Regions from separate parts of the Rattus norvegicus genome. Here region 2 is linked to region 1. The links are chromatin contacts, called in public Hi-C maps. All regions are on one chromosome and are shown on one strand. Each heading gives the region's core, a stretch centred on a gene start, on an enhancer-like site or on the middle of the called end of the contact. The rest is flanking DNA. Distances are from core to core; before and after follow the strand shown. Region 1 overlaps Bcas3 (BCAS3, microtubule associated cell migration factor). Region 2 overlaps Brip1 (BRCA1 interacting helicase 1).

Region 1 (3,002 bases), core at 4-2,503:
AAAATTTCGTTTTTGAGATAGGTTCTCACTAAGTTGCCTTGCTGACTTTTGACGTCACCCTCTATAACCTAGCAAGCAGAGGAAACACAGACCTGGGCCTCAGTCTTCTGAGTCAGACTGTAGTAATGCTGATCGGCCAGCTGCAGCTGGTTTCTGTTTCTTGTTTGTTTGGTTTTCTTTTTCTGAGACAAGGTTTAGCTCCACAGCCAAGGCTGGCCTTGGGATTGTAATTTCAAAGGTTTAGAGAGCATTTGAAGTGCTGGGTTATCGGTGTGCAGCTTTATGCCTGATTTCTCTTGTGTTACTGCAGTGGCCAAGAAGCCGGAGTTCTGCTAGGCTCAAACTAGAAATGCATTAGAGGCCTGTCAGTGGTGGGCTATGTAAAATCAATGTTTTCATCCAATGGGAGTCTTATAGCACCAGAGAAAGAAAAGCTGTAATCACATGCATTGACATGAACAACTTCCAACCATAGTAATGTGGAGAGGGTCGACAAGTGCAGACCCCAGCTCTATTGTGCCCAGCCTTAGAAGTTAAGGTTTGTTTATGACTGGGGAGGGAGAGATCTGGCAAGCCTTGAGGTAACTTTTGTTGTTGTTTGTTTATTTTTGTAGAGAGGGAATGTCACTTTTGAGCCCGAGCTGGTGTGAAACTTCTTGTGTAGGCAAGCTTGGCCTCCAAGTTGTTGTAAGATCCTCCTGCCTCTGCCTTTGGTAGCTTTTGCTCCCAGCCTAATCTTTTCTTGAGGTGCATGTCAGTAGCATAGATGCTTTGTGGGCGTTCATTAACCTGGATGTGTGTAACTAATGACACGTACGTTTTAAACAGAAAGCTGTCTGTCAGTAAGGTTTGTGAAAAAAGTCTTTTGGAATCTGTAGTTTTCTCTCTGCCGGGCAGGGCACTGAGTATGTCTTGCAGCCTTGTGAGCACTGTTGTTGGGTGGCACACCAGGATTTCAGAGCAGGCTGAACGTTTCTCAGCTTTCTTCCAGATCATTCTGTGTGTGAATCGCTGTAATTTTCTTTTCCTTATATTGAGTTGTGAGATTCTAAACTTGAATTTCCCTACCCCCTTCCAGTTTGGTATGTAATTTGCATATTTTCACCATGCGAAAGCTATTTTCTATGGTTGGAAAAGATTTTTTTCCCTACAGTGTGAACAAATCATTCTTTGTTCTCCTTATTGTGCCTTCAAACTGGCACGTCCGGTTTATGCCCTAAACGACAAAAGTCTGTCATCAGAAATTAAAATGCCAGCAGGAACAAAGGCGGAGACCAGGAGGAGCTCCGGGAGGGAGCAGTCTTCTCTGTGCCCTCCTCTCTAGCCTAGAGTTCTGGGTCCACTCTCTGGTGGTCCTGTCCTTACTGCTCAGTTTAGAACTCAACTTGCACCTCACTTTTCAGGCTTCACGGTCCTCGTCATTGAGTTTCTTTGCCGTTTTCCAAGATTTTTTTTTCAGGGAAACCCAAAAGTAGTTTTGACTGAGTTAAAATTGTTTTGGTATTTATTTGAAAGCAAAGTTACTCATAAACATGCTGGATGAAAGTGTGAGTGGCAGCTGGGAACCATCCCTCTCTGTGTCCTTTCTGACATGCAGAAAGCTCTGTGTCTGGATAAGCCTTGTGGTGCTGTCTGCGCTCGGTGTTGTCCTCATGTGGGATTTTCATGGATCATTTGGAGGATACTTGTGACTTCGATTCCGCAGTTAGAATTACACTTCTGATTTCAGAGGCTAGAACCAGGTGTCTAGGATGTTCTCAGCTCTCTGTATGTGACACGGTGCCTTCTCCACCCTCTTCCCTTGCTATCCCTAAGGATTCTAGCTCTCCAGCTCAGTGCGTGGCTCCAGAGTGAATGGTTCTTGTTCTCACCTGCTGCTGTACTGGGAAGATGTGTTCAGGTTACAATAAGGAGTTTGCTTCATTTTGAAAGTTGTTTTGTGTAAAGCTTCCTGTGTTCTTTTTCTATGTTTTCTGCTCTAGTGTATTAAATTCAGTGAGGACAAACTTTTAATTATGTCAAGAGAGATTTTAAAACAAGAGTATATTGGAGTACAGGGGCTCAGGGAAATAAGATTATATTTTTTAACATTAGAATTTTGTTAAAATATACATAGAGCCATAAACTCAATGCCAGTTCCAGCACATGGAAATAATAGTATAGAACAGGAGATTTTGTGCTCACATTGTAATATGTTATGTTTATAAATTTTTCACTACTCTGTTATTATACAGCTTTAAGTTTTACCTTACTTTTTAATTAATTTTCTAATTATTAAAATTAATAGAAAGTAGACTTAATTATTTTTTATTGAGTAGTTACTATAATTTCAAGATGTAATTGCTTGCTCTACATTCTCTGCTTTACCCTTTTCTGCTTATTTTCAAGAGGTGGGGACTCAGAACTTAACACATCTTTAATAGAAGTAGACAATACCATTTCTTAGCCCATTCACATAGGTGTGTCTAGAAACCAAAGACGTTTCAGAAAAATGGATGAATATTGCATTGGATGGAAATTTTCACAAAATAATTTTTCCAGTTTTTTCTTAGACAATTTTCCTATCTCTTGATAGCCACAGTGTGTTTTGCTCATGGGTTTCGTTATTTGAAATGAAAGCCATGAAGACTTGTGGAGCCCGGGAGCCTAGGCCTGCTCTGCTGACTTCTTAGAGCCTTTGGGGAGGTGGGGCTGTTGTAGCAGTATCCGTTTGAGGTCTCCTCCTGGGAATATTTACAGGAAAGGAAAACCCTTACAGCTCAACTCTAAAGGTACATAAGAGAGAGGCTGAAGATGTGAGATCTTTCTCTATGTAAAAGTCTCCTCTGAACATAAGTTTACTGTGGAAGTTTGGCCAGCCTTTACAATGGATAGATTCTTAGAATTCTAAGCCACTTGTTGAGGAAAGCCTATTAAAACATCAGCAGTGTGTATCGTCTATGAGCTACCTCTTATGTCTATTAGATTTCCTGAGTCTGTAGGGCCAGTTTTATAATTTGTAC
Region 2 (3,056 bases), core at 252-2,751, 750 kb after region 1:
TTTATTTTCTACTTTATAATATTTGGATACTATTTTTTTCTGTATTATTGTTTTATCTGCATGTATGTATGTATGTATGTATGTATGTATGTATGCATGCATGCATGCATGCATGCCACTGAGCCTGCAGGGCACAGAGAGCATATCAGATCTCCAGGAACTGAAGTCACAGGCAGTTGCGAGCCTCCGTGAGAACTGAGAACAGAATCTGCATCTTCTGTAAGGATAACAAGCACTCTTGACTGCCGAGCCATCTCTCAAAGCCCCATTTTGGTCTTTTTCAATGAATCTTTCAATGAAGAAAGCAATACTCTGCTATCAACTCGTCTTGTACACACTGACCAAAATGCTATCAACAGAACTTACACAAAGTCATTTTGTGGGCTGAGGCAATGGCTCAGTTGATTTTCAAGCGTGAGGACCTAAATCTGACCCCTAGAGCCCATATAGTAAAGTGCACAGAAAATGCAGTTCTGGGGTGACTAAAACATGATCACTAGGATTCACTAAGCAGCCAGCCTGGTCTAACTGGAGCACTCTCCAAGACAATGAAGACACCCTGTCTCAATAATCAAGGGGGATGACGTCAGTCAAATGATACACACATGCACACACATCTGCAGGTGCACACATGCATACACACAACACACAAAATTATTTTGCTTCTACCACGGACACTGAAAATTAGTTGACATCATCTACACACAGACCTCTAACACAGAAGTTACCCCAACAGAATTTTCTCTAACGACAGATGGTCTGATATCTGGCTATTCAATGGACTTGACATTGCCCAGATAGGAACACAGAGCACTTGAAAAGTAATTAGTGTGACTAAGTGAATTTTTAATTAACCGAAGGAGCCAGTTGTTATCCTAGCCAGCTTTCCTACAGTGAGCGCGAACCACTGAAATAAATGTTCGTGAAAATAGTCAAGAAACATATCCTCGGAGAAATTCACTCCTTTAAACAGCATGGACACACGCTACTGCCTGTCACAGCGGTGAACTAGCACATTCCAGCAGTTGTCCTCGGTACTCTGGGACCCTGTAAAGGTCACATTATCAGCTAGAAACCGGCATATGTGTCATCAGCATTCACAGACTCGTTCTGGTGTCAAATCTCAATCAGCAAAAACGATGCTCAGCAGATGCATTTATCATAAAACTCTGAACTCGTAACATCTCGTTCTTCTGTAACTCAGCCTACTGAATACTGCTTCTCACAGTGTTGCAGTTTGTCAGGACACCTTCACTTCTTTCACTATGAGCACACCCCTGAGGGGTGTGTCCACACTAACAGCTTTAATACATGATCAAGATCTGCGTGCTAGCTTTACGGGGTGCTTTTCCATATTTGACAGAACGTCAACAGTTTATCTTTCTGTTCCCTCTCTTCTCAGGCAGCAGTCAAACACCACCCTCCCCCAGCCTCAGCCCTCATGCTATGAACGTAAACGCTTCCTTCTTTCCTTATCACCGTGACTCACAGGAATATTTGCAGGCCTTTCCAGACATCTCCAACAACAAATATGTATGCCGCCTAGAGAAGAAAATGGTGAGTAATGTAATAGGCTCTTGGCCCCACGTCGAATCTCAAAAGGAATCTGACGTGTGTGCCCGCCGGCCGCCTGCCGGTTTATTATGCGTTGTGGGTGTGCTTGTTTGGGGTAATGTGGGTGCACATGGAAAAGATGTATCACAGCTGGAGAGACACAGGAGGAGGTGTGCCGTGTTCCCCTCCTATGCTTTGCCCTGCAAACGCTGAATCCATCTGTGGTCCTGTTTTGTTTCCTTGTCTTTCATGGCCTTTATTAACTCATACACATTCTCTTGTCTTCTGGTTCACTGAAGCAGTAAGTCAGATAAGATTGTCCATATTTCTGTCAAAGTCACTGGCCATAAAGAAGGGCACGCTCAAACAAGGTAACTAATATTGTCATCTTCACGTACACTCTAGGATTTTAGGACAGCCGATTTAAACATCTTTGTCATAAGTTCATTGTCCTTATAAGTGGTGTATGACCATAAAGTCTCAACACAAAATGGCACAAAAAGTCTTAATGTTATAGTCAAAGTACATTTTCTCCAGCAAAGATCATCCTTTGCTGATCAAGAGAAATTCCTTCCTTATCCTGGATCTTGGCCTTTGGTCTTCCCCTAAGGTTTTGCAGAACTTTGCATCTTGAGCTAGAGAGGTGGCTCAGCCACTCACGGTGCTTCCTGCTCTTCCACAGGACACAAGTGTGATCACCAACACCCATGTTGCCTTCTTCACGACTGCCTGTAACTCCAGCTCCAGGGAGTCCGACTCCCTCTTCTGACTGTATGGGTATATGCTCACACATGGCATACATTCACACACACATACAAATGAATTAGAATAAAAGCTAGAGCTTGAGAAAGGAAATCTACCTTAACACACTTGGTAGCACACACCTTTTAACCCAGGCATTCAGAAGGCAGAGTCAGGCAGATCTCTGAAATAATTTCTGGCTTCGATATCTAAGACTGAAATAAACTGGACCAAGAGTTGGCAGTATCTTCTCTAAAGGGCAAAGAATGAAGACTTTAGGTTTTATGGGCTGTAGAGCCTGTTCAACTCCTTTTATTCGATATTGCGCTGTTTGAGACAGAGTCTTACTGTGTGCCAGGTTGACCTAGAACTCCCAAGTGCTGGTATTAAGTGTGGGACTGTTTAGTCCCCAACTCTATTGATAAAGAACAAAGTGTAACAGATAATGTCTAAATGGATGTAAACTATTCCAACACACACACATACACACACAACATACACACACGCACACACGCACACACATACACACACAACATACACACACACGCACACACACACCACACACACACAACATACACACACACCACACAACATACACACACACACACGCACAACATACACGCACACCACACACCCAACACACACACACACACGCACGCATACAACATACACACACACCACACATACACACACACCACACACACACCACACACACACCACACACACACCACACACACGCACACAACATACACGCACACAAC

The links. A called contact is a pair of places that touch in the nucleus more often than the background predicts.
Region 2: a contact with region 1 is called in a Hi-C map of the A7r5 cell line, with 5 times the contacts expected there. The contact joins two enhancer-like sites. A contact is called at or near these places in 3 of 12 Hi-C or Micro-C datasets (the A7r5 cell line, the Rat2 cell line and Schwann cells).

Annotation. Positions count from the first base shown.
Region 1 is chr10:70,752,503-70,755,504 of GRCr8, forward strand. The region is part of intron 6 of Bcas3 (BCAS3, microtubule associated cell migration factor); the gene reads left to right. The region is part of intron 1 of LOC134480843 (large ribosomal subunit protein eL21-like); the gene reads right to left. Among named protein-coding and RNA genes, the nearest start is that of Bcas3, 42 kb to the left of the region's middle. Within about 2 kb of position 1,254, at least 27 of the 93 cell types and tissues checked have an H3K27ac peak or open chromatin away from gene starts, as enhancers often do. A contact at or near this core is called in the A7r5 cell line and Schwann cells, where this site is marked.
Region 2 is chr10:71,502,885-71,505,940 of GRCr8, forward strand. The region is part of intron 6 of Brip1 (BRCA1 interacting helicase 1); the gene reads right to left. The region is part of intron 1 of LOC134480843 (large ribosomal subunit protein eL21-like); the gene reads right to left. Among named protein-coding and RNA genes, the nearest start is that of Brip1, 24 kb to the right of the region's middle. Within about 2 kb of position 1,502, at least 12 of the 93 cell types and tissues checked have an H3K27ac peak or open chromatin away from gene starts, as enhancers often do. A contact at or near this core is called in the A7r5 cell line and Schwann cells, where this site is marked.